Linked DNA regions of Mus musculus: regions 2, 3, 4, 5, 6 and 7 are each linked to region 1. The links are chromatin contacts, called in public Micro-C and promoter capture Hi-C maps. All regions are on one chromosome and are shown on one strand. The core of a region is the stretch at or near the end of the contact, and the rest is flanking DNA. Distances in the headings are between cores, read along the strand shown.

Evidence for each region. Promoter capture Hi-C pulls out the DNA fragments that hold promoters and counts their contacts. Hi-C and Micro-C count contacts between places; a contact is called where the count stands out from the background.
Region 2: a Micro-C map of embryonic stem cells shows a contact between it and region 1, with 17 times the contacts expected there. The contact joins the promoter of Zfp46 here to the promoter of Maco1 in region 1. A contact is called at or near these places in 2 of 39 promoter capture datasets (hippocampal neurons and pre-B cells) and 1 of 484 Hi-C or Micro-C datasets (embryonic stem cells).
Region 3: a contact with region 1 is called in a promoter capture Hi-C map of pre-B cells, with 2.9 times the contacts expected there. The contact joins the promoter of Tent5b here to the promoter of Maco1 in region 1. A contact is called at or near these places in 2 of 39 promoter capture datasets (liver and pre-B cells).
Region 4: a promoter capture Hi-C map of hippocampal neurons shows a contact between it and region 1, with 5 times the contacts expected there. The contact joins the promoter of E2f2 here to the promoter of Maco1 in region 1.
Region 5: a contact with region 1 is called in a promoter capture Hi-C map of pre-B cells, with 5 times the contacts expected there. The contact joins the promoter of Nudc here to the promoter of Maco1 in region 1. A contact is called at or near these places in 5 of 39 promoter capture datasets (hippocampal neurons, liver, neutrophils and 1 more) and 1 of 115 datasets of contacts at active chromatin or transcription factors (pancreatic cancer cells).
Region 6: a contact with region 1 is called in a promoter capture Hi-C map of pre-B cells, with 4 times the contacts expected there. The contact joins the promoter of Id3 here to the promoter of Maco1 in region 1. A contact is called at or near these places in 2 of 39 promoter capture datasets (hippocampal neurons and pre-B cells).
Region 7: a contact with region 1 is called in a promoter capture Hi-C map of pre-B cells, with 6 times the contacts expected there. The contact joins the promoter of Gpatch3 here to the promoter of Maco1 in region 1. A contact is called at or near these places in 3 of 39 promoter capture datasets (liver and pre-B cells) and 1 of 9 other capture datasets (adipose tissue).

The regions. Positions count from the first base shown.
Region 1 is chr4:134,851,573-134,855,398 of GRCm38.p6, reverse strand. Maco1 (macoilin 1) reads left to right here and starts at 2,054. Exons shown (of 11, transcript NM_025382.6): 1 at 2,054-2,361. The coding sequence starts at 2,282.
Region 2 is chr4:136,284,159-136,287,984 of GRCm38.p6, reverse strand. Zfp46 (zinc finger protein 46) reads right to left here and starts at 1,918. Exons shown (of 3, transcript NM_009557.4): 1 at 1,504-1,918; 2 at 670-913. The coding sequence starts at 775.
Region 3 is chr4:133,478,402-133,482,227 of GRCm38.p6, reverse strand. Tent5b (terminal nucleotidyltransferase 5B) reads right to left here and starts at 2,095. Exons shown (of 2, transcript NM_175307.6): 1 at 1,665-2,095. The coding sequence starts at 1,928. Gm13257 (a long non-coding RNA gene) reads left to right here. Exons shown (of 3, transcript XR_390815.4): 3 at 1-751.
Region 4 is chr4:136,170,461-136,174,286 of GRCm38.p6, reverse strand. E2f2 (E2F transcription factor 2) reads right to left here and starts at 2,013. Exons shown (of 7, transcript NM_177733.7): 1 at 1,249-2,013. The coding sequence starts at 1,506.
Region 5 is chr4:133,544,443-133,548,268 of GRCm38.p6, reverse strand. Nudc (nudC nuclear distribution protein) reads left to right here and starts at 2,242. Exons shown (of 8, transcript NM_010948.3): 1 at 2,242-2,464. The coding sequence starts at 2,384.
Region 6 is chr4:136,141,625-136,145,450 of GRCm38.p6, reverse strand. Id3 (inhibitor of DNA binding 3) reads right to left here and starts at 1,629. Exons shown (of 3, transcript NM_008321.2): 1 at 1,273-1,629; 2 at 1,075-1,157; 3 at 59-571. The coding sequence starts at 1,572. The coding sequence ends at 1,098. It overlaps Gm42329 (predicted gene, 42329), which reads left to right and starts at 3,233. Exons shown (of 2, transcript NR_168524.1): 1 at 3,233-3,319.
Region 7 is chr4:133,572,506-133,576,331 of GRCm38.p6, reverse strand. It overlaps Gpatch3 (G patch domain containing 3), which reads right to left and starts at 1,587. Exons shown (of 7, transcript NM_172876.2): 1 at 1,122-1,587. The coding sequence starts at 1,572.

The sequences.
Region 1 (3,826 bases), core at 805-3,304:
TAGCACAATGGGAGGCAGCAGAAGGTAGATCGCTGTGAGGTTGAGGCCAGTCTGGTGTATAAAGCAAGTTTCAGGGCAGCCAGAGCTACAGAGAAACCCTATCTTGAAAATCAAAGAAATACACACACACACACACACACACACACACACACACACACAGAGAGAGAGAGAGAGAGAGAGAGAGAGAGAGAGAGAGAGAGAGAGAGAGAGAGAGAGAAATATGATCCTGGTGTATAGACCAAGTTACAGGTCAGCCAAGGCAAAGCAAGAAACCTTGTCTCAAACCAACCAACCAACTCAAAAGGATTGCTTGCTTGAGTGGCTCACAAGAGGAGAGTAAGTTCCCATGCTAAGACTCTGGGTACCATCAACACTGGGTTTCCCTTCCAGGTACCAGGGAAATCTTTGAAGGCACTGATGGGAACTTAAGAGCTTTGGAGTGATGTTGACTAAGATGGGTGACCACTGGCCAGGAGAGGTGCCTGTGGTCCCAGGGCAAATCAAGATGGCATCGAGTTACTGGACATATAAAAAAGTAAAAGTGTGCTAGATGACTGGGGACTCTAGTTACTGAGGGGGTGAGGTGGCAATGCCACTTGCTAGGGCATTCTGCAACCTCTTAAAGAAATCTTTATAAAAGGTTGTAACAACACGTAAAACGAAGACTCTGATATGAAACCAAATGTCTACTATGTGCTCGATTCTATTTTATAGAAATAATAACAACTAAGCAAGAAAATTGTGTAAGACATACACTAAAATGCTTCTGCCAGTAGTCAGGAGCCACCAGTGATTTGCTTCCTATGGCTACTTTCCCACACTTCCCCGGTTTTGCTATTTATTTATTTATTTATTTATTTATTATTTGTTTGTTTATATAAATTGTTGGTACATGTTACAGCCTTGGCGGTCTTCACTTCGTAGACCAAGCTGGCCTCGAGCTCAGCGATCCACATGCCTCTGCAGTGCTGGGATCAAAGTGGTGCGCCACCAACAACGCCCGGTAGTCTTTGCCGCTTAAAAACCAAAACCAAACTTATTTAGGAACTGTGTTTGTGTGGGCGTGCGTGTGGGAGGTCAGGCGGCAACTTGTAGGAGTTCCTTCTATCCGCCCACCACGTGGATTCCCGGGTTCGAACTCGGTCCTCAGACTTGGCAGCAAACGCGTTTCCCCGCTGAGCATCTCACTTGTCTTTTTGCCGTTCCGCCCTCACCGGTAAGCTACAGAGCTAGTGGGCGGAAAGAGCAAACGACCGCCTCACGCAGCCTCTGAGGCCGGGGAGGAGCCCGCGGAACCCTCAGCCTGCGCAAACCTGCGGACGTGGAGCCCGGCCACGCCGCCGCACACGCCCCCGGCAGCCCCGCGCGGCGTCGCGCGCACCCGAGGGGCCGCCCCTCTCTGGTGACGCGAACCAGGGGCGGACCCGCACAGGCCCCGCCCCACCACCTCCGATTGGTCGGCGCGCTGTCACCACGTCGCGGGAAGCTGGCAGGGTGTGTGTGAGTGTGTGTGTATGTGTGTGTGGTTTGCTTTGTCATTCGTGGCCCGGCTGACGCGGCCGGTATGGCTGCGTGCTCGGCTGCCCGCAGAAGGGGCCGCGGCGGCGCTCCCGGGACGCCCTCTTACATAAGGACGCGGCTGACTGAAGCACATGTCAGCGCAAGGTCCCCACACGCAGCGCACCACGCCGTTCGGTTCTCACACGCCAGGCGGGAGCCCGCGGCGCCGCGCCACACGGTGTACGCCGACGTGGGCCTCCCCACGGCGAGACGCAGCCCAATAACCGCGAAGCGTACCTTCGCAACAAGGCATAATATAGGATGTTATATTTATAGGGCCTATTTATAAGCCTCTATTTAACTCTTTTCTGATAGGCCCGGCCACGCGTCTAGGCCTTATCCTGATTGGTGTGTCCTTCTGTCCTTCAAAAAGGCGGGCTTAAGGGTCCGTGTTGCCTCAGCGGGCACCGGGATTGGCCGTGCGCGGCGCGGCGGCGCCTTCGATTGGCTATGCGGGCCGTCCGTCGCGGCAAAGGAGGCGGGGCGGGCGGCTGGCTGGTGCGGGGCGGGCGGGCCCCGGAATTGTCATTTCTTTGTTTCCGAAGGCGGAGGAGGCTCGGCGCCCCCCTCCTGGCCCCCTCCCCCCCGGTGCTGGCTCCATGTCTGTGTGACCGGCCGCAGGGGTAGGATTCAGGCCCGACGCGGGGCGGGCGGGCGACGGCGGCTGAGGTGAGAGGCGGCGGCGGCGGCGCGGCTCGGGCACCGGCCCCCCAGCGGGAGGATGAAGCGGCGGAACGCCGACTGCAGTAAGCTCCGCCGCCCCCTGAAGCGGAACCGGATCACCGAGGGTATCTACGGCAGGTGAGCGGCGGTGCCGGGCGTGGGCCAGCGGGTCCCGGGCGCCGCTCGGAAGGGGCCCGGCCCCGTTATGTAACCCCCCGACTAGGCCGCATGCCCGCGCCGGGGGCTCTCCTGAGGCGCGCCGCCCGCGGAGCGCCGGGCCAGCCAGCCAGCCGAGGGTCCGCCCCGGGCCACGGGGTGTGGCGAGGGCCAGGCGGAGGGCGCGGCGGGCGCGGGCGGGAGCCACGGGGCCGCCGTTGGCGGTGGTGTGTCGGGGGGAGGGGCGGCACCCCCGCGGCCCGGAGCCCAGAAGCCCGGGGGTCCCCAGCAGGCTGTGCGCTCGGTCCCCTACCGAGCCCGGGTCACGCTGGGCTCGGGGGTTGGCTGCCCGAGGCTCGTGGACGCGTGCGGCCGGGCGAGCGAGCCGCCAAAGTTAGGAGCTGCCAGGGGCGCGGGACCCTCGGGCTCGGGGCGGGGCCACGCCGGCTACTCTTCTGCGCTCTGCTGCCTCACGGGGTCCCCACCTTGGCTCGGAGCGCCCAAGGCTGATACCCCCAGATCGTGCCGGTGACACCGCTCCAGACCGCGGCTTTTCTCAGTTCCTCAGCAAACATTCTGACAATTGCAAGCAGATATTTTGCAGGGATTCTCGCCCAACTCAGGTTTGGGGATTTTTTTTTTTTTTTTAAATCCTCTGTTCATGAAGGAAAGTGGTGTCCCTTTAAATAGAAATTGAATCCACTTCTCCTGGACAGAAGGACAACAGGTTCATGGGGCATTTCGGTGACTGTCACAGCTTCCCCAAGCCCAATTTGTGTGCGGAGGTTATTTTCTGGAAATGCCTATTTCCGAGGCGAAGTAATTAGTTTACGACAGAGAGTGCTCAGCATGCGGTTGAAGGCTTTACTTGAGTCCTCTTGGCGCCTTACGGTTTAGGTCTTGCTGTGAATCTTGGAGAAAAATACAGGCGGTAGCTGATGACATCCAAGTTGTAGCATAGCTGTACACCTTACACATGCGGTTGTTTACACGTGTGAAGTGGCTGCCCTCCACAGGCAGGTGACTTACCTAACCATGAAGGGGGATTCTTCAAGTTTAAAAGGAGTAAGAAGTCAAAATCCTAGGCTAGATGATACGTAAGGAGCCACGGATCGCATCCATTCATTCAACAAACGTGAATACTATTTGCTCAACAGTGTTGGAGTCAGTCAGGACACAGCTGTTAGCAAAACCGATGAACATGGTTGTTGAATCAGATGTGACAATAAGTAAAACTGAAAAAGCAAACCCAAAATTTTCTGGCAGATTGAATGGGTGGAGGCAAGCCTGCGTACTATAAATTCTTGAATGAAGGAAGGCTTTTTTCCTTAGCCATTGAAAACATTAGAAGAACTTCCCATTAATAGCAGCGCAAGAATAGAAAATAGAAAAAGTGTGTTAAAGTTGGCAGGTTAGGACCCTGTGGTATTTGAATTTCTATTCACAG
Region 2 (3,826 bases), core at 669-3,168, 1.4 Mb before region 1:
CTGGAGAGATGGCTCAGCAGTTAAAAGCACTGGCTGCTCTTCTGAAGGTCCTGAGTTTAAATCCCAGCAGCCATATGGTGGCTCACAACCATCCGTAATGAAATCTGATGCCCTCTTCTGGTGCATCTGAAGACAGCTACAGTGTACTTACACATAATAAAAGGAAAAAGAAAGAAGACACACTTGAAGGATGATCGCCTCTGAAAGATCTCTAGACAAGAACCGACCTAAAGTACCTGAAGCAACGCTGCAGCTATGGAGCCAAAACAAACATAGAAGGGAGGTTTCTGTCCTCCTGTGAACCCACCTCAGAGCCCTCATCTTCCAGCGCCCCAGAGAAAAAGCACCATTTATAGGGCATTTATGTCCTGGCGAGCACCAGAGTGTAAGACCTGTTTGGTCAGTAATCTGTACAAACAGGCCACAGAGCCGCTAATGACTCAGGGCACGAGAATCCTCAGAGTCTCGGAAACGGCAGAAACTTTACTTTTCATTTAAGACTGGGAAACACGGATCTTCCCACACTTAAAGATTTGAATGAGCACCAAAGCAGGTAACTAACCGTGTGGTTTTCCTTAACAACAAACAAGGCTGTATCGAAAAGACCTAAGCCGTTCTGACAGTTTCAAAACCCCTAAGAGGTAAGACAAGATAAAAGTCCTCACTCACCCAGTGAGACAACATTTCCGTAATTCTCCTGCATCACATCCCTGTAAAGATCTCTCTGTGTAGGATCCAGAGGTCTCCATTCTTCCCGAGTGAGGTACATGGCCATATCTTCAAATGTCACAGGGGCCTGAAATCACACAACGCTTCCTCACTACTTGGTATCTAGGAGTTTAGAACCAGCTTTTCTTCTTGAAATTAGAGACATGGTTAGAAATGTCGAGAAGGCAGTGGCATTAAGTCTCATCTGTAGAGTCCGAAGGAAAAAAAAAATAATAAAGAAAGAAGAAAAAAAGACATGTGGTCAAAAGACAGGGGCAATCTACTAGCTTCCCGCTCAGGCCGTCCCTGCCCACTTTGGACCCTTACATACAAGGCTCTCCTTTTCTTAGACCAGTGAAATTCTCGTCTTTATGGCCCAGTTCTAGAGCCAACTGCTGTTCTGTTTCTCCCCACCCTTTATCACTCTTCGCTCCATCCTTGGACACCACATCTAGAATTAACCACTCCTCGACTTACTATTTCCCACACCACAATACGTCCTTGCTCAGGCCAACAGAATACTTACCATATCGCATCCAGGTTAACCGGACACACCGTTCTCCCTACAGATTGTTGGCAAGAAGGGTACCACCCATCTTGTTTGGTTTTATTCTCCTCAGTATTTAGTCTTACAGTGGGTGTTCTATATATGCTTGTATATGGTTATATTAGCCAACTCGAAGCCCGTATACTAAGCAGAATAGCAAAATGAGCTTATCCCAGGGAATTTCCTATAGGGGTTTGCAGACGGGGAAACACCGGGCAAGATGGGTAAGCAGAGCCCTCGGGGCTTACCTGAGTCCCAGACATGAGCAGGGTGGCTGCCATCTCGGGCTCAAGCGTTCGTCTCCTGGGAGAGAGAGAGCAGGAAAACCAGCTAGCAGACAACGTTGAAGGAGGCGAAAAGCAGGACGTGAGGCGCGGCAAGAGGCCCTGCCCACTACTCCCTAGGGCTGGAGTTCTGGTCGCAGGGTATGAGGGGAAGGCCCAGGACTGGTCACTCTCCTCTCTGACTCCCGAAGAGTCACCCACTCTCCGTGTCTCGGTTAATATCGAGTACGTGCAACGTTAGGGTAGGAGAGGGCAGGCACTGGCTGGGTGCCCCCTAGGCTGGGGGGTCAGGCCGATGCAATTCAAGGGAGGAGGCTTTCAACCCAGCCCATAGAACGCCTCTGCTCTGCCATCTCCGGGCTGGGACCTTTCCGGCAGCAATCCCAGCCAATCAGCGAAAAGAAATCGTAAAATATCTGACCAATCAGAAGCCAAACCATCAGCCCTCCTCCTGCGGCGTGGCCGGGTAGCTCCATCACGCGTGCGCGCACCTCGCGGCCTGACGGGACTTGGAGTTTCACTCTGGCGTACAAAGGCCACTTAGCAGCCAAGAGCAGGGGAGGGAAAAGAACAAAAGGGAAGAGACAGGACCGCGACCTTCAAGACCAGTGAGAATACCCCCACACATACTTTTTTCTCGGAAACCACAGCACGACTCAGCAAAGGAAGCGTCTGTGTTTTTTTTTTTTTCTCATGGCCCTACGACCATCTTTGAGTCATATATTATCCGCGAGGTTAGATTGAGTGTGGAAGCTCGGGCTGACCTCAGCTGAGATCACCCCTCATTTGACAGCCCAGGCCAGAGCGGGAAAAGGCTTCTTTTCCCTCCCTTGGGAGACTCCCTGGCCGGGATGGAACTTTGGGCCCCGCCCACGGACTCCCAACACCGCCTGAAGCTCTCGCTTTCTGGATACTGAGAACTACAACTCCCAGTAGGCCTTCCGGCAGTCACAACCCACCCCAGACTACATATCCCACGAGGCCTCGCGTCCCCTGTCCGGTGCTGGAGTGCTGTCCGCGGCCCGGCCCAGGGTGTTCCAACGTTAACCCTGTAGGGAGCGTCTCGAGCTCTTTTATAGAGACGGAGCTCAAGTGCACCCATCTAAGTCGCCAAAACATTGAAATCAGAAGCGGGGGGGTGGGGTAGGGTGTGTAGGGAAATAGCTGGCCCTGGAGTGGGAGACTCAGGGACTTGGTACTCTTGAGGGTGTCTCTGCTGAAAGGAATCTTGGAGACCTCCCAACATCATGAAAACCTTAGGCCTGCGACAACCTGGAGTCCTAAGGATGCTAGTAGTCTCTGTTTCAAAGAAATCACAAAACCAGATTAGGACAGAACGGACAGGCTTACCTCCTGGTCTGTGGTCGCTGGCTCCTCAGAGATCTAAAGAGGCCTGACGTTCAGAAAGGTTCTAGATATCACCAGCAGATTCCAGAGATCTCAGGGCCATGAATAGAAATCCGAATCCATGGATTAACAGGCAAAGGGCAGGGTTTGGTTGTAGGATGAGCACAAAGCTTCAAGACTGCAGAGACTGTTCTATAGCTCCGGGAAACAACAATCTCATAAACAGATCTCCGAGGCCACAACAGCTGGCCAAGAAACATCAGCGTTGGCTATGCTGCATTCACTCAGAATCCTCCAAATGGAAGGACTTGTAGCCTTTCCTTTCCCTAGCGGGGATGAAGGAATTAGACAATGGAAGGCGAGGGCTAAGCAAAACAGGGATTCTGTGTGGGGAAGAGCTCCCAGCTTGCTGTAGCCTTGGAGAGGGAAGTGATGGAAAAAGAATATAGCAGCTTATTAGGGACTCCCACCCTCTTCAAGTTATAAATATCCCCAAACCTTGGCTTGATGCCCAGACGCCTGTTGTCTCTGACTGAACGGGAGACTTCTCTGCCTAGGCTGGGAAAAGGGACTTTTCTTTTGTTTTACAGATACATCCACACACACTGAAGGACTTGGGGAATTTTTTTTTTCCAAATAAGATTCCCGGCCATGCTTTTATTAGAGTGTTCTGTTCCCAATGCCCAGTTATTTATGGCTACATGACTCAGGGGTCTAAAAAAAAAACAAACTAGCAGGACCCCTACCAGCCACAATGAATCTCTTCTACCTGTGCTTCTCTTGTGCTCCCAAGGGTAGGACTAAAAAATGTTTCGATGCCACAAAATTGCACTATTCTACCTACTGTAAAATGTATCCAGCCACCATGTGAGTTAGAATCCTGAAGGATTTACAACAGCCAGAATATGGGCATAAAGATTGGACAGACCTAGGCTGGGTA
Region 3 (3,826 bases), core at 846-3,345, 1.4 Mb after region 1:
TTGGACAGATGGGGCCACTGAGCCCAATAGAAGGAAGAAACAATGGACTTTACAGGAGGCCTCTGCCACCTCTCCACTCCACAGCTAACAGCTCCCTGTTCTGGGATGACCAGCTCAGGAGGACTGTGCCGTGCAATTGGCTCCCACAGACTCACTCCCCTCACATGACTGGGGGACCGAGGTGGGTACCCAGTCACATTCCTGCTCAAGTTCGGATACCTGTCCCTGCAGAGAGGCCTAGTCACTCTGAGTGCCCCCATTTCCTTCCCATCCTGCCTGGAATTCTGGGGGTTTCCTTCCAGAGAAAAACCAGCATAAGGGTAGCGACACACCTGTAGTCCCAGCTACAGAGGAAGCTGGGGGCAGGAGGATCATTTGAGTTTCATAGGTGCCTGGACAAAACATAGGAGGACCCTAATCTCAAAACAAAACAAGCTGAAGCCATTTACTAATAATCCAGGCAACGTCAGGGGAGCATGGAATGCCATAGCCAGCCCCACTGGGACAGCCAGTGAGTCAGCCCTCGAGAATCCATCCCCACACCCTCCACCTCATTCCCCGTTCCTAGGGAGGGAGGGCAAGACTGACCGTCCCCCAACAGCCACCCTCCCTCTCTGTGGAAGGCTGTAGTAAGGGGGTGGGGAATGATAAAGCCCAGCTTTACCTGGCTTGTGTGGAAAGACCATGATTGACAGGAACACACAGGAACTAGCACTAGCTAACTTTTCTGGGTTTCATTATACAGGGACTTCAGGACTAGATGTTGAGTTTGGGAATCTGGGGAGTGGGGTGGGATGGGGATGGGGGGGGAGAGGAACTGTTGATCAGATACCATCTGTTCCTGGGGAGCTCCAGGACTCCCTCCCTGAACCTGACCTCCACCTCACTGGATAGCCTTTGGTAGGTAGCTCACCCTCCCACCCGAGGCCTCAGTTAGAATGGGGTATAAGAACGGGCATCCTCTGGTATTTCAGAATTCCACAGTGCTCGGGCTGTATGCAGAAAGAGCAAGTTTGGGGTCTTGCAGGGTTAGGTTAAAAGAGCTGTAGTTTGATGGGGGAGGGGGGCAGCTGCCAGAATCTGATCCTCAGGAGGGAGATAGTGTTTTGGGGTCTGAACCTTGGGCCGGCCTTCATTCTAGCCTTAAGGGAGAAGGAACCCCTAAAATGGAAATTTGATGCTATCTTCAAAGGGGTGAGGTCTCCGGTCTGGCCGCAACACGTGGGAGGTTGGGAGCTTTCCCAGGAATTTCTGGGCTGTTTCACCTAGCCAAGGCTTCTTGAGCTAAGGGTTGTGGGAACACAAGGGCAGAGTGCCCTAGAACCCTGAGGGTGCAGGAGGTCCAAGGATGTGAGGTAGAAGAAGAAAAGCTATTCTGGAACCAGGTACACACCCTCCTCACTGGCGACTGCCAGGGCGATGTCCCATCTAGTGCCTCCTCCATCTCCACCCCATTTCCCAGCCAGGGTCTTGGTGAGTGGTTCCCAAGGGAATAAGAGGTCCCCAGAACGGCAAGCAGGCAAGCTCAGCAGGGTGCAGGAAGAGCTGAACTAGTAGTCGGGTTCCTGTTTCTTAGTTTCCCTAGCTTCCCGGCCAGTCATAGACTCCAGGTACCTTGCAGCAGAGCACCACCCCACCCCCGACCCTGCCAGGGTCCCCCTCACCTGCACGATCTGCTGGGGCTGCACGCTCAGCGTGGGGAAGTTGCCTCGTCCGTGAATGGGGATCGGCTCTTTCAGCAGCGCGTCCAGCCGCTTCACCTGTGGCCAGCTCAGCCGACTCTGGTGCCGTCCCAGGGAGGCCGAGGAGGCCTCCGGGTCCGGGCCGCCGCCGGCCGCCCCAGCCGTGGCCACTGCCGAGGCTGCACCGGTCCCCACCTGCGCAGCTGGCTGCTCCAGGCTCTCAGCTCCACTCTCCGACGGCATCATTCACCCGGCCCCGGTGCCTGGACGGCAGAAACCCGGGAATGGTGAAGGCGAGGAGGGCAGGGAGAGTGGCTGTGCACGGGCCAAGGCGGGGTGCGGGGACCCGGCGGCGGCGAGGCAAACCCAGGGAACACCCCCGACGGCAGGGAGGACTAACAGATCTTAGAGCCAGGCGGCTCGGGCCCAGCTGACACTTATAGGCCGCGGGCCGCACGCCCATTGGTCAGCACAGCTGTCACACAGCAGGAGATGCCCTCCTCTTGTCCCTCCCCCTATCACGGGCCAACACAGTTTTGCAAGGGAATCGCTGGCTCTCAGGAGTTTCTGATTGGCTGAAAGGCACGCCCCTTCCCCGCCCCCTCTCTCGGACCGAATTCCCTCCTTTGGTCTTTAAAGAAGCTGCTGCTTGCGATTGGCCCGAGCCTGCCGGGACTTAGAGGGACAGCGCCCTCCAGCGGCAGAAGTCGAGGGAGGTCTGTGTAGAGTAATGTTGCCGTGTTGACAAGGCGGCCCGGCCGCTTTCTAATTTATTCCTTTGATTGGCCCTTCGAATTACCGCATGCCTGGCGTACCTGTTCCATCTTAGGTGAGGTGAAATCTGCTTAGAGAGAGGGCGTTATTACCCATCATCATGTAGCATGTGAGTGTCAGTTATGGTCCTGATGGAGGTTTAAAGATCTATGTAGCTCTTTGCTCCATCTGGGCCCACCCAGGGTTTTTCTGGGATGGATATTACTATTTTTTTTCTCTTTCTCTCTACAGATCATAGAGGCCGAGGCTTATTGCTACTTTTGAATCTTATCCCCTCCTCCTTTTCAGATTTTAAATATATGTGTCATGGGCAGGAGGGAGAATCGAAATCGAATCGCCCTGTTCATCGCCGCAGTATTTTTTTCTTGTCATTCTCGTAATAATAATATAGCAAATTCTGTAGCCTTCCATTTTCCTAAAAGGCAGACTAAGGATTAAAAGACAGGGAAGAAGAATCCAGGACTTAGAAACAGCTACTATACCCCAGTTTCTGTCAGGGCACAGCTTGACCTGCCTCAAACCAGAACACACATTTCTTCTTTCTGAAAGCCGGCCCCAGCCTCAGGCCACTCTAAAAACCCCTGGAGGAGGCCCCGTGTGTTCCACCAGATGTGTAACCCCAGCATTCCAGTGGTGTGGGCAGGAGGATAAGACGTTCAGTTATCCTTGTCTGCCTGTTGAGTTCTGGGTCAGCCGGGGATATACAGTGAGACCCTGTCAACAACAACATCAACAGGCTGGAGATATAAAGCGCTGACCAATTGCTCGCCTAGTGTGCCGGAGACCCAGGCTTCAACCTCTGGTGCCACAAAACGAGGGAAATAAAAATGAGATCTTTGACTGAGTTGTCTCTGAACTCTAGATCCCCGAGGCTACTGATGAAAGCGTTTGAGGTCCAGGCATAATACTCTCCTGCACATGGATTTGGCTCAGTGGCTCGGAATGCTTGCCTAGTGCAAGATCCTGGGTCTAATCCCCAAGCCCCCAAACCAACACAAGCCACCACAAAGCCACAGCATAGCCCCTGACACATTCTCCCTCTGAGCCTCCAGGAGACGTGGGGGAGGGGAGAAGGAAACTTACCTTCTCTTAAACCTCTACTATGCACTAAGTCATGTTACATATGTAACTACTCATTCCTGAGAATATGCCTCAGCAGGTGAGATCATTTTTCTAGATATGCAGATTAAGAAACCAAGGCTCCAGAGGTCGTGAGTGCCCAAAATCATACAACCACTAATTGGCAGTATAGGGCTTGAATTCATGTCTCCTGACTCTGTTGTCAACCCCTCCTCTTAGAAGTTGGCACAGGTCACAGGGTCACATTTGGCACAGCCCTGGCACTACCCACAACACCCATCCATTTGTTT
Region 4 (3,826 bases), core at 764-3,263, 1.3 Mb before region 1:
AACACAGCCATGCCACTTCCTGCACTCCCAGGAAAGGGATCATGGGAGGTAAAACTAAAGCTTGACTCCAAAGGCAGAAAATGAGGCTGGCTCTGCCTAGAGCCAGAGAGGTGACCACTGAGCTCTGAGCCTGCCCCAGGGGTGGAGAAAGAAAAGACAGAGCCACAGGTCGGACAAAATACCCTGGGGACACAGGGTGGTCTTATCCCTGTCCCTAGACTTACCATACCCTACAAATACCATCTCCCCTCCTTGACACCTGCTTCCAAACCTGGAACTAACAGAGGAGACAAGCCAAGGAAGATATATTTTCTAGAAGAGGAAAGGTGGGGCTGGCGAGATGGCTCAGTGGGTAGAGGAGTTTGCCACCAAGCTGAACAGCTTGAGTTTGATCCCCAGGACCCACTCTGAAAAAGAAAACCAACTCTGAAAAGTTGTGCTCTGACCTCCAAACACAGTGTGGCACAAACGGTCCCATCCCCCACATAAATGTAATTTTAAAACTTTTTTTTTTTAAGAAGAGGAAACAGAGGCCCTGACATCCAAATATACACAGTGAAGACCAGAGCTGAAACCAGCCACCCCAACCCTCCCTCTAACTCCCTCAGGCCCTTTCTCATCCATTCCCACAAACCCTGTACTACAGCCCAAACGCCACCACACCAGGCCTTCCCTGACAACACATCTCTCACTCGCGAGGTCACAGTCCATCTGAACAGGAAACCCAAGAGACGGACTACATTTGCATTGCTACTGGCTATTTCGGACGATGAGCAGGCTGTGGGGAGGACCTGAGGACAACACTTGAGAAGGAGCTGGCTAGACAACTCTGGTCCAGATACCAGGCTGGACCAGAGACCTGGGAGACCTATGCGGATTTAAAGTCACCAGGAAATCCCACAGGCCAAGCCCCTGGCCTGAAAAAGCAGGTGTTGGTTCTGGCGTAAACAATGAAAGAATGAATGAACTTAAGCATCGTCGATGCCTTGGAAGCTTCCTCAAGGTCACGCAGGCGCTAGGGGCACTGGGCTAGGTCTCCAGGCTCCCCTGACCAGTGCTCATTGCAGTCCGCGACAGCAGGCGAGATTACTTCACGGAGTCGGAAAATGAAAGGGTTCTCTCTACTGCCAGTCCCGCTTCCCCACCTCAACCAGCTGTAATCAAGCCGTAGGGCGTCCCAAGCACCCTCTCTCCTTTTTCCCCACCCAGACACGTATACGGGAAGTACAGGGGGTCCCCCAGCATTACCGGCAGCCGGCCTGCGGGTGCACATCGCACAATTTGGCCCTCGGGTCCGTGGGGAGTGGCGTCGAGGCAGGTGCCCAGCGCCACAGAGGAAGGCACCGTCTGCGTGTAAAGCGAAGTGTAGTAGGTGGTGGCGGTGGTGGCCGGGCAGAGCTGGGGGCTGCTCAGACCCGAAGGCCACAGCTCGGTGGGGTTCAGCGCCGGCAAGCTCTTTGTAGGTTGCGCCGTGGCCGGAGCCAGGGTCCGCGGCGCGCGCAGCATGGCGAGTGCGGCGCCCCCTACCCACTCGGGTCTGGCGCGCGCGCGCGGGGCACCTGCGGGCTTTGCAGCCGGCTGCACCGCGGACGCCGGGAGCAGCCGCCAATGGACGCCCGCCGGGCAAGGCCGGACCCTCCCCTCCTGGCCCGCCGCCCAGCGCTGCCGAGCTCGGAGATCGCCACTCGGAGATCGCGTGGCACAGGTGGCACTGCCAGGAGTTGGCCCGGTCCGGCTCGTGCCCCGAATATCTGGGCGTCCGGAGTCGCGCCCGTGCGTGAAAGCGTCCCGGAATGCCCACGGACCCCGCGGACACTCGTGTGCTCTGACCCGCGAAGGGTGTCCTGTGCGCCCTGCTGAGCTCTGCGTTCACCCCTCTAGTTCCCGTCCCTTGCTTGGACTCCTTTTTCTTTTCTTTCTTCTTTTTTCTTTCTTTTTCTTTTTTTTTTCTTTTTTTTTTTTTTTAGCGCCAAACTATATGCCGCCAAATTCGGATCTCCCGCGGAAAATGCCGCGCCTCGATTGGCTGCTACAATATATATAGGCTCCTCCCACCCACCCACCCCCGGAAAGGCTTAGTCTAAGAAACAGCGATTACGACAGGAGCTTAGTGGCTTAAAGGGGCCGCGACATCTGCTGACTTCAGCGTCCTCTTGTAACAGTAGGCGAAACTGAGGCAGGAGGTGCATCTGGAACACCCAGCATAAGGACCAACAGTACAGCGAAGAGCGCTGAGGAGCGGACCTCTTTTCCTTGGGGGTGGGGCCAAACATTGAAAGAGAGTCAGAGTCGGGACCTGAGTCTTGACCCTCAAGTGCATTTCCCTGGCCACAAAACCTTTTGTTTTCGCTTTGTTGCTTAGTTAGGTTAAATCATTTATTAATATATTAATTAATATAACCAATATGTCCTCTTTCTCTTCAAATGAAACCCAGGAACCTGTTCCTCCAGGCTTTAATTGGCAGAGGGGCAGGGAAGGGTGGCGCCTCCCTTTTATGTTTTTCTTCAGGAAAAAAACTAACCTCTATTGAGCGCCTACTGTACGCCCGTACAGTACACTAAGATTAGACCATTATATATGTTATGTTGTTTAATTTATCCCATCAATCCGGAGAAGTGGGATGGGTAAGACCAGGGAGTCGGAGGGGCGGGATATTGTGCCTCGGGTCATTCACAGATTCGCTGATCTGAGAATTGGCAGTCAAATGTAGGACAGTCCAGGTCGGGAGTCTTTGTTCTAGTAAAGAGCTCCTTTCCACTCTCCCAAACTCTGCCCCGCCCTTGACAGGCACAGCGTGGGTGAGGGTCCAGAGTTTGTCAGGTCATTTTCCCCAACAGGACCCAGCACTCTTCCTTCCTGAATCAAACACCTCCAGGTTTCTTCTACACAAATTTTTGTTTGTTTGTTTTTGTTTTTGTTTTTGTTTTTGTGAGACAGGGTTTCTCGGTGTAGCCCTGGCTGTCCTGGAACTCACTTTGTAGACCAGGCTGGCCTCAAACTCAGAAATCCACCTGCCTCTGCCTTCCAAGCACTGGGGTTAAAGGCGTGCGCCACCATTGACCGGCCTAAACAATTATTTTACCACAACAGGAGGGGGGGTGGGCTGAGTCCCCGTGTTAAGACCTGATCAGATCATCACAAACCAGGTAGCCCAGGCTTTCTCTTCGACATTCTTAATTCACATCCAGTCCCCTAACCCTTTTGTGAAAGCTGTTTGACAAGATTTCTTCTCCATTCTCTGGGTCTTTTTTTTTTTTCTCTCTCTCTCTCATTCCTTATGTCGGAGTCACAGAGAAATCTCATGGCACAGTATATGCAAAGCCTTCGGCACAGAGCTTGGTCCATGAGAATCGACAGCTGTTGCTATATCAGACTTGATCTGGAATACACAGGCCTCTTTAGTCTACAGTAGACCACCAAGAGGTGGTGACACATGACTTTAATGCCAGCATGTGAGAGGCAGAGGCAGGTAGATTTCTGAGTTCAAAGACAGCCTGGTCTACTGAGTGAGTTCCAGGACAGCCAGGGTTATACTGTCTTGAAAAACCAATAAACAAATAAACAAACAAACAAAAAATAGTCTGCTATTTCACTGGTCCCTTAAGTCCCAGCTTAAACTTCTCCTCCTCCCGGAAGCCTTCCCTGCCTGTTTGCCCTCTCTCACCCTGAAGGCCTTTACTCTTTGAACGTTTATTGTGGTTTGCCTCAAGCAAGACTTGGCTTTCTTGCCTTGTAAATCATTGCTTTCTATCTAAGTTTTTTTCAATGCTCTCAGTCAAGTCTCTCTCTGAATGAGGCCTGGCTTGGCATGCAGAAGGTGGATAA
Region 5 (3,826 bases), core at 993-3,492, 1.3 Mb after region 1:
TGCAGGCAAAACTTATATACATAAAATAAAATTTAAAATTTGTTTTAAAGCCGGGCGTGGTGGCCCATGCCTTTAATCCCAGCACTCGGGAGGCAGAGGCAGGCAGATTTCTGAGTTCGAGGCCAGCCTGGTCTACAGAGTGAGTTCCAGGACAGCCAAGGCTATACAGAGAAACCCTGTCTCAAAAAACCAAAAAAAAAAAATTTAAAAATTGAATAAAAACATTTTTATTTTATTTTATTTTTAGAGACAAGGTTTCTCTGTGTAGAACTAGCTGTTCTTGAACTCACTCTGTAGACCAGGCTGGTCTTGAACTCAGATCTACCTGCCTCTGCCTCCAGAGTGTTGGGATTAAAGGCATGTGCCACTACTGCCTGGCTAAGTTTCTTATTTTTTAAGCTTGACAGAAACTCTACTTTGACAGTGCTTTTCCTTATTGTCTGCAGGGTCAAAGTGGTGTTTGAGGATGTAACGCCCTTGGCGCACTCGGGCCCTTCCTGAGGACAGACTGACATCATGGTTGTTGCTGTCAATCCTATTCAGGAAGAGAAAACTGAGGGAAAAGATACCTGAAGAGTGAGAGAAGGCTAGGACTAGGATTACTATAGCCCAGAGTCTGAAAGCAAGCCATTTGCTCAGAGAAGTCCAGGCCTTCTGTATTAGGGTTTCTCTTCTCTTCTCTTCTCTTCTCTTCTCTTCTCTTCTCTTCTCTTCTCTTCTCTTCTCTTCTCTTCTCTTCTCTTCTCTTCTCTTCTCTTCTCTTCTCTTCTCTTCTCTTCTCTTCTCTTCTCTTCTCTTCTCTTCTCTTCTCTTCTCTTCTCTTCTCTTCTCTCTCTTCTCTTCTCTTCTCTTCTTTTTTCTTTTCTTTTCTTTTTCTTCTCCTCCTCCTTCTTTTCTTTTTTCTTTTCTTTTTTTTTGAGACAGGGTTTCTCTGTATAGCCCTGGCTGTCCTGGAACTCACTCTGTAGACCAGGCTGGCCTCGAACTCAGAAATCCACCTGTCTCTGCCTCCCAAGTGCTGGGATTAAAGGCACCTGCCACCACTGCCTGGCTTGTACTAGGGTTTCTTTTGCTGTGATGAAATACTATGACCAAAAACAGATTGGGGAGAAAAAGGTTTATTTGGCTTACATTTCCACATATTAGTCCATCTTTGAAGAAAGTAAGAATAGAAACTCAAACAGGGTAGGAACCTGGAGGCAGGAGCTGATGCAGAGATCATAGAAGGTGTTGCTTCCTTATAGAACTCAAGACCACTAGCCCACAGATAGCCCCACCCACTGTGGGCTGACCTTCTCCATCAATCACTAATTAAGAAAACACCCTACAGGTTTGCCTACAGAAGGATCTTAAGGATGCATTTTCTCAATTGTGGCACCCTCCTCTCTGCTGACTCTAATGTCAAGTTGATATAAAATTAATCAGCACAGCTTCTAACATGGAGATGACCCAGACCAGCTCTCAGAGACCTCAATCTGATAGAAGGAACCTGCTCTTTGGGAGTGACGTTCAACCCTTAAGAGTTCCTATTCCAAGGTGTGAGATAGCCAGGCTCTCTGGAAAAGTTAATGTAATAATCTTGTAACAGTATAGCACTCTCAGGTTTACAAAGTAATAAATAAATGTACGCGCCGGCGGTGGGGAATCTTCAGGCTATACAAGCCTGCATGCAATCTCAGTGCTTGGAAGTGAAGGCAGGCAGGCCAGGAACACAAGTTTGTCTTTGCCTTGGATACACGGGGCATGTCTCAACAAAACAAAACAAGCCATCACCTCTGCCGTCAACAGCAACGACAAAACAAACAAACAAAAAAACAGAAAAACTAAGGATTTTCAGACAGTAATGAAAGAGCATTAATCCTAGTGCAAACAGTTTGTAAAACTGTTCTACTCAAACTACAGTTTTGTGCTCTTTTCTTAAACGTCTAGTAGGTTGACCCTTTGGTGAGTGCTTTCTTCCTGAGTCTTAACTGCGGCTTGTAGGAGGAGAAGGCTAACAGTATCACTTGATCAAAACTTCCAGCCCTATTAAGATGTGAGCTCAGAGCTTTCTAGAAAGCTCCCAGGTATCTGGTGACCATAGCAACTCAAGCCAAACTCTGCGGCAGCGAGCCCCGCCCACTGCCTTGGGACCGCGACTGTTGATTTGCTCCTCGGCTTAGCCAATGGCCAGAGAAGCGGGTTGTGTTCCGGGAGCTCAATGGGCACCGATGGGCGGGGAGGCGGGAAGAAAGCCGGGAAGGGCGAACCCGCACGGCCGGGCGGCTCCTGCGTGTTTCCGGCTCCGCTGCGGAAGGCTAGCGAGGGGAGCCGTTGGGCCCGCGCGAACCGTGGGGAGCGCGGGCATCGCAGAACGCGAGTGCGGAGCTCGGGGCGCAGCACGATGGGAGGGGAGCAGGAGGAGGAGCGCTTCGACGGCATGCTGCTGGCCATGGCGCAGCAGCACGAGGGCGGCGTGCAGGAGGTAAACGACGTGGCCCGCGCCGCAGCCCTTCTCCGCGGTCGGCCGAGACCTCCCCCACCCCGGCCGCGCGGGTCCCCGGGTCCCCGCGTCCCAGCTTCCGGTCTGCCCAGCCCGCGAGTGAAGTCTCGCTCCAACGCCGTCAGCGCCCTGCACTTAGCCCCCAAGAGCAGTTTTCGTTGTCCCAGAGTGACCCCAGAGCTTCCGCACCCACTCTGCGCTCCACGGGTGTTTCTGCTTTCATTTTAATGGTTACTGTGTAGAGCATCCCTAATGGTGGTTACTCTTTAGAGCATCTCTGGGCCGACTCTTCTCGATATGATCTGCATCTTACCCAAAGTGGAGCCTGCCTATCAATACTGTGTAGGGTAGTGAGAGCCCGGGGGGGCGGTTAGCACGTGGTCTCTTTATACTTGAAAGTATACTGACTGAGGAAGTGAGCCGGAGACCTGTAGGTTAAGCTCCCTCCTGGTTTATCCTCAGTTACCTCGTCTGTGAGGTGAAGCTTAGGAATATCAGTTCCTGTTGTTTTTTTTTCTTGAGTCAGGGTCTTGCTCTATATCCCTGGCTTACGCAGAACTTGCTATATAGACCAAGTGACTTCCAAATCAGGGTTATTCTTCCTCTGTCTTCAGAGTGCGGGAACTTGGATATGGGCCACCCTGCCTAGCACCTAAGTACTTGTCATTGTCGTGTACCAGACACATAATAAGACTGGGTCCTGGGGATGCAGACACGGAAGAGACTAGGCTTTGCATTTGGGGAATTTGTTGAGGGTTTCTTGCTTTAAAAAATTATTTGGAGCCGGGTGTTGCTTTAATCCCAGCACTCAGGAGCCAGAGGCAGGTGGATCTTTGAATTTGAGGCCAGCCTAGTCTACAGAATGGGTTCTAGTACAGCTTGGGCTACACGGAGAAGCCTTGTCTCAGAAAAAAAACAAAACCAAAGAAATTTATTATTATTATTATTATTATTATTATTATTAGTAGTAGTAGTAGTGTTTGTGACAGGACAGTTTTAAGGGGCCAGTTTATTCCTGCCACCAGTATCTGGGTTTTTAGGGTTGAGTTGCTAGGATTTTGAGGCAGTCAATTTTACCCAGTGATTCATCTTGCTGGTCAGGATAAGATGGTGCGTGACTGGAGTCCTAGCACTGGGGAGGAAGAGGCAGGAAAATTGCTACAAGTTAGAGGTTAGCCTGGTCTGTATAGCAACTTCTAAGCCAATCAGGGATATATAGTAAGACCCACAAATATAATAACCCCCAAATAACCCATAGGTGATGTTAAATGGCCAGACCTAGTTCACACAGTGGGTGTGTAGCAGATGAGCTGGTAGAGGTAGAAAACCCAGATATTACATTCT
Region 6 (3,826 bases), core at 380-2,879, 1.3 Mb before region 1:
AAGGGTATGCAAATCTGCCCGCCCCAAGCTCCTAGGAGGTGGCGCAAGATGTCATACACAAAGTGTTCAAAAATGGTTTATTATGCAAAATGTTAACTTTTATAAAAAGTTTAATATACATCACATGATTACAGAAAGTCACCTTCCTGTAAAAAAGGTACAAAAGCTATATACTCTATTATAGAGTTCATAATCAGGGCAGCAGAGCTTTTCTCCAAGGAAACCAGAAGAACAGCTCTTATGCTGCCTTGGCAGAGTGCGCAGGGCAGCCACTCGCATCCCCCCACACCCTCTCGACACCCCATTCTCGGAAAAGCCAGTCTTTTAGACTTGAGTCAGGGTGGGGACAGAGTGACGTTGCCCAGCTGCTGACCAGCGTGTGCTAGCTCTTCAGGCCACCCAAGTTCAGTCCTTCTCTCGGGCTCCAGGTCCAGCCTCGAGGCGTTGAGTTCAGGGTAAGTGAAGAGGGCTGGGTTAAGATCGAAGCTCATCCATGCCCTCAGGCTTCCGGCTGGAGAGAGGGTCCCAGAGTCCCAGGGTCCCAAGCGGAACGGGCGCCAGCACCTGCGTTCTGGGCGGGGGAGGAGAGAAGAGCGAGGGAGCCGTCAGTTTCCGCCGAGCGCGCCCAGGCGGAGGATGCCGCAGACTGGCCGGCGCCAGGGAGGAAACTCGGTCTCTACCTCCAGCTGATAACTCCGCTCCCCACACTGCCTCCACCCAGTTGGCGCCAAAGGACCACAGGCGGAGTCACCACTCCCCCTCCCGCTTAGAAATAACACTAGTGGAAAGGGGGGAGGGCTTCCTTTACTCCAAGGCTCATTTGGTGCGACCCGCGCGCCCACTTGCCCTGGGCTCTGGCCACCCGGGATGAGAAGGGACAGCGTGTCTAAGGAATGCACGTGATATTGACATAGGTTCTGTCGTTTATTCTAACTGATTATAGATAAGGCTTTTGCCTTTCAGTGGCTTGGCTTTTTCCCTAAACCGACTGAACCCTAAGCCTTACAATGTTCTGTCAAAGGCAGGATTTCCCATGCAAGCCTCCCTCCTCGCCCGCGCCAGGAGAAAGCTTACCGGGAGGTGCCAGGACGACCGGGTCAGTGGCAAAAGCTCCTCTTGTCCTTGGAGATCACAAGTTCCGGAGTGAGCTCAGCTGTCTGTGAAAGAAGGTTAGGAGACGAGTTAGCCAAGGGACTCGGGGACGCGATAGGGAAGACCCGCAGCATCCCTGCCCGCACGCTCAGAGCAGCCTGGTCTGGCTCCCTCTCGCACCTGGATCGGGAGATGCGGACCGTCCGGGGGTCCAGGCGCCGGCTCTGCCAGGACCACCTGAAGGTCGAGGATGTAGTCTATGACACGCTGCAGGATTTCCACCTGGCTAAGCTGAGTGCCTCGCGGGACTCCCGGCACCAGTTCCCGCAGGCGCGAGTAGCAGTGGTTCATGTCGTCCAAGAGGCTAAGAGGCTCCTCGGTCGACGGGCTCTTACCGCGGCCTCGCGCAATGGCCAGGCTACGTTCCGACAGGCAGCACACCGCCTCGTAGCAGCCGCGCACCGGGCTCAGCGCCTTCATGTTGGAGAGTAGAGATAGAGAGGGAGGAAAAGAGACACCTAAAGCAGCAAACAGTGCGCGCACGCCTGCAGCGGCCGACTCTTATAGAGTCCTCTCTAGGACACACCCCCTTATTCAAAACAGACCGCCAAGGGTCCACCCCCGCCCGCCCTGGGCACCGCCTCCCCGGTCCTGGGCGTTCACAGTGGGTTTAAATTGCTAACAGGCTTCCTTAGGCTGGTCTGACGCCGAGGACAGCGGAGCCTCGGATGCGAGGAATGAGGAAGCGCTGATACCGAGGAGAGGCGGGGCTCTTGAGCCAGCACAGATTTGAAAAAAAAAAAAAAATCACTTAAAACCATTAACTTTTAAGAATATGCCTTTTCTGGAGGCGCCCAAGTTCTCTGAGGTCCCCTCCCCCCAATACTGGTTCGAACCCACAGCTCTGAGGTCATAAATCCCTTGAACAACTAAAGATCTCTCTCTCCTCTCTCTCTCAAGAATTTTCAAGGGAAACTTGTAAGGAATTAGTGCCGCCTTGTTCCCCAATTTGCTGCTCGTCTGACCTCCAGACTCACTGGCGTCAGGAATTATCTTGTGACCAGAGGGGGAAAAAATTAATTGCGGTGAAGCTGAGGTTACAATGAAGAAAACAGATTTGGGCTAGGCGCTGAGATTGCAGAAGAAGGAGGGAAAGGGAGGTCTAAGCAGAGAACACTATTTATTTGAGCACCAGGGGAAAGAGGATAAGAGCAGTCTGGACCCAGTCCTTTTCCACGGAGAAAGAAAAAGCATGGACCGTTTCCACCGAGAACTCCTTTAGGAACTAAATGTATGCCCGGTTGTGCTTTGGAAGTGAATTTGATTAGGATTTTGGACAAGGTTTCAAATATGGGGGTGCTTGCTGCATAAACCCTTTTAGAAGGTCCCCTCCACGGGCATACATAGAACCAAATGGGTCAGCTGTCTAGCGTTTGCTTCCTCGTTCTGCACAGCCTCCCTCCCTTTGCACACTTTGCACACTCTGTAGAAAACAATAACAATTTCATCGCCGCGTTGTCTGTCCCTTTCTGTTGTGGAAGGGCAGCCACCTGGACATGATTATTCCTCGTCCTGCTGAAGTAGCCCCAGCCACCCATCTGAGAGAGCAGGAGAGCAGCCAGCAGGCAGGCAATCCCATATTGCAAAAGGACAGTGCACTCTATTCTTTGCCTGGCTCTGCTTCCCAGACCCCGAAGCCTCAGCAGTTCCAAAATTCTGGTTTCCATCTTGGGAGAGAACAGGTGGGGTTTTGCAGCCACGAGATTGCTTTCTTAATCAATCAGCCTGGTAAATATTTATGGAGTTGCTTCACATGAAACAGAGGCTCCTGCTCTCAAGAATCTCACAATGTCTGGGGACAAGATTAACACAGGAAACAATTAAGTGTTCAGTAGTGTGTGGCACTGATCAACAGGACAATGGGACCTCTGAGCTGGGACAGTTCCAATAATTGGAAGGACATCGGTCTAGGGAGCCAAAGCCCTGGGTTCAATCCGGACAGCTCTGCTATTTACTGGTTATCGACACATAATCTTGAGCAAACCCAGATACCACGGCTTTGATCAGCTGTATGAGGAGACAGACAGAGAGAAAGGGCACTGAGGGATTGTTATAAATACTTTCTGACTCAGAACACCAGATGCTTGTGTGACAGTTGGACAAGGAGTGTGGACCAGCACAGGGCCGGGGACAGGGCATATAAAACGAGTCCTGTATCACATCACAGGTAAGCCAGTCTCGGAGCCTCATTCTTTTCCATCATACCACAGGCCCCTGTGTCCCAAGAAAGAAGTCTCTGAAAAGTTTTCTCCTGGGAATATTCAAGTTCTCAAGGACAGCTATTTCGGTAGAAGACAGAAGAAGGTCTAACCTGAGAAAGCACAAGGCAGTCTCTATGCTGAAGAAGTTAAATGCCAGCTATTTGGTCACGGGAAGAGAAATCTCCTCCGTGGCTGTGTGGACTCCCGAAAACTGAACAGAGGAGCCTTTCTTTGGCTCTCGTGAAGACTTCTGTATGTGTGTGCAAAACAGTCAAGTCAGGAGCGTCTAGAAAAAATCATGGCCTTCAGTGCCTGGCAGACCTATGTTCAAAACTTAACTTGTTTTATTTCACTAACGGTGTGAATTTGGAATAAATTATTCTCTGAGCCTCAATTTTCAGGCCTGTTAAGTGGAGCTAATGAAAATGACCTCGTTTATTTATTTACCTTACATTTATCTATCTATCTATCTA
Region 7 (3,826 bases), core at 338-2,837, 1.3 Mb after region 1:
TATTTTTGAGGCAGACCCTGTCTGGTCTGAAACTAGACATGTAAACCAGGCTGGCCTTGAATATAGAAATTTGATTGCTTTTCCTGGGATTAAAGGGGTTCACTACCACACCTGGCTCAAGGTCATTGGAACTTTCATAGAGTTTGAGGCCAGCATAGATTACATGAGAGAGACACACACATAGAGAGGCAGCTCATGCTGTATGTCTTGATAAGACATTGCTCCTAAAGATTCTGCTTAAACCATAGCCGGCATATGCACTCGAGTGTGTGTGCACACGCGCACACGCACACACGCACACACACACACCTCTTTCTATGAAACTGTTTAACTTTGAGCTGATACCAGTTTTTCATTTTTGTTTTGTATGTTATTTTTTTAACTTTTGAGACAGGGTCAGAGCTAGATAGTCTTGGCTGTCCTGGAACTCACTTTGTAGACCAAGCCAGGCTAGAACTACAGAGATCCATCTGCCTCTACTTCCCAGGCACTAGAACTAAAGGCATATATACCACCACTATTGCTAATGACTCTTTAGGATGAACTGTTTCAAAATAATTTATTTAAACCTCTCCATCTGGCATTTTAAAACACCTGGCTTCCTTTTCCCCAATGGACACACTTGTGCCCAGCCCCTCTCTGCTGCCCCCAGCTCTTTCCTCTGCAGAGCCTGTCTTCCAGTCGCTAGGTTAGATTAGAAGAAACCAAGTTTCCTTTGTGCATTTCAAGATATGGTTCCTCTGTGTAGCACTGGCTGTCCTGGAATTCGCTCGCTCAGAGATCCTCCTGCCTCTGCCGCCTGAGAGCTGGGATCAAAGGCGTGCCTTAGCGCACCGGGCTCCAAATATCCTTTTTAAGAAATCATGTCAGTACAAAAATCACCACCCTTAGGGAAATGGTCCTTAAGAGGGGATACATTTGAAACTTATCTATACAGATCTCAGTTGTTTTGTCTGTTTTGCCTTGTAAGTCCTTGAGTAAAAACATGCAGATTGGGCTGAAAACTTGTAGCTTTGTCCAGAACTAACTTAAGCTCTAAACAGTGATAACCTATCTTAACCACCCAGGCAATGCGCCTCTTTTCCAAGGGCCGTGCGTCCGGTCCATTCTCTCCCCCTTACCTGAAACCTCGGTGGGAAGCCTAAGCCTGCGGATGAGACAGCGACCGGGAAGCCAGGTCCCCTGAGAGTCCAGCCACCGGCGACCGGAGTACATGCGAAGCAGCCGCTGGGCTTGCGCCGCTCCCCTCACCGAGACGACGCAGCAGCAGGTGCGGGTCTGGGCTGCCGCAGAGCCCCGGGCGCGGACAGCGCGGGCATCGGAGGCCGGAGCCTGGGCGAGAACCGGATCCTCAGCGGCGGGGTCCGGGCCAGCCCGGGCCGCCTCGGGACTCGCCTGCGGAGGGCCCCTCTCGGGCCGGTGCCGGTAGTGGAAGCACAGGAAGCCTCCGCCGCGCTGTTCCCGGAACTGGCTAAAGTAGCTCCGTAACTGAGCCGAGCGTAACACGGCAGGGATCCCGCTCACCACCAGGTAAACCGGCGACTCTTCGTCCAGCTCCCTGGGCGACGCCATCTTGGCCTGTCACATGATTGCTTGGCGTCCACTCTCGCGAGAGCACCACGTCTCGGATGCTGGAGTTTGGTCAATGTGGCATCGGTGACCGTTTGGTACTTGAAGTTTCGTTTTAATTGCTCTTGGGCCGAATCTGTGTTTCCAGCTCCACAGAAGATGGAAAACTCGTGCGATGGGCTGGGCTGTAGCTCAGTGATAGCTGGTCCAGCGTGTGAGAGGCTCTAAGGAGGAACCAGTGTAGAGCACCGGGATGCTGAGCGGGAGGTGGCGGAGGTCTGATGCAAAACTGGACTCTACAGTACCAACCCAGCCGGGCGTGGTGCCTCACGCCTTTAAACCCGGCACTTGAGAGTTAGAGGCAAGCAGGTGTGCGTGAGTTCAAGACCAGCCTGGTCAACATAGTGACTGAGACGGGGCTATGTCGAGAGAGCCTTTCTCAGGGCGCGGGACGGGGGAGATGAAGAGATGCCCCGGCAATTAAGAGCTTTCGCTGCTCTTACAGAATACTTGGATTGGATTCCCAGCACCCACGTACGAGGGAACTCTCCCATACGTAACTCGTTTCATGAGATTGGACACCCTCTTCTGACCTCTAGAGGCACATACGTGTTGCACATACATACATGCAGGCAAAATTCTCATGCACATAAAATTATCTGTAACAAACCGGGCGGTGGTGGCTCACGCCTTTAATCCCAGCACTCAGGAGACAGAGGCAGGCGGATTTCTGAGTTCGAGGCCAGCCTGGTCTACAGAGTGAGTTCCAGGACAGCCAGGGCTACACAGAGAAGTCTCGAGGGAAAAAAAAATTTTTTTTGGTTTGGTTTGGTTTTTTTGTTTGTTTGTTTTAGATTTATTTATTTATTATATGTAAGTACACTGTAGCTGTCTTCAGACACACCAGAAGAGGGCATCAGATCTCATTACGGATGGTTGCAAAGCAGTTGTTGGGATTTGAACTCCCGACCTTCAGAAGAGCAGTTGGTACTCTTAACCGCTGAGCCATCTCTCCAGCCCTCAAAAAGATTTTTTTTTAAATGTACAAATACATGCATAGACATCGAAAACTATTCCCAGAGATCATAGGCGAAAACCATATTGCCAGCTTCGGACGACCTCCGTACAAGGCGTTGAGTCCCTCACAAACAAACAGTATAGCTCTTGTGATTGTGTGCAGTGTTCAGGAAGGCCAGAGGAGGGCGTTGGAGCCTCTGGATCCATTTTTTTTTTATAAAGATTTATTTATTTACTATATGTAAGTACACTGTAGCTGTCTTCAGACACTCCAGAAGAGGGCATCAGATCTCATTACGGGTGGTTGTGAGCCACCATGTGGTTGCTGGGATTTGAACTTTGGACCTTCGGAAGAGCAGTCGGGTGCTCTTACCCACTGAGCCATCTCACCAGCCCTGGATCCATTTTTAAATTCATAGCGAGTGCAACTCTGCCCAAAAGTAGGCCCTTCAATTTCCTGTCATGGAGGAGGGGGAAGGCTCATGAGATCGCACCCCTCTCTAAGAATTTTTATACAGTTGATGGTTGATGGTGGGTGTAGGTGTTTCTGCTCAGATGAAAGGGTAATCCTAGAACTCAAGGGGAATGGTACCCAGTGGAAGGGCATCCTGGGGCATGGGAGCCCAGGGACCTTACGGCTCTGAGAGGAAGTCTCTTCCTCAGCAGAAGCATTGCAGCTCCGAGGGAAGGGGATCCCCAACTGAACTCAGGCGCTCAGGAGCCTCAGCCCCAGTCCACATCTTTACTTTTTGTCTTCATGGCTTCTTGCGACGAGAGAGTCACACCAGGCACCAAATCTCATGAAAGAGATGTATTGGAGGGTCCAGCATGTGGAGGGCTGAATCCAGAAATGGCTGCCCTCTGCTCCTGGGCGAGGACTGGACAAAGGGCAGAGCTTATATGGGCTTGCTTAGTGGAGGTGCTTTAGCAGGGCAGAGATTTCCAGATGTAGGATTGGTGGAATTTTAAGTCCTGAGCTTGGGGCGCTCAGAGATTGGTGGCTTTTCTCACCCCTTTTCCCTGCATCGGGTCCATGGATTAAGGTGGGAAGTCCTTCCCAGCCACAGCTGGCTTTGGCTGAGGCGCCATCTCTGAGGAGGCTGGAGTGGAGTTGTGGCCACCGTGGACAGCTCCTGCTGAGGTGGGAAAGAAAATGCTCCTGTGATAGTTGCAGGGTGAGATGTCGTGTTTGTTTGGGTTTTGGTTTTGGTTTTTCGAGACAGGGTTTCTTTGAATAGCG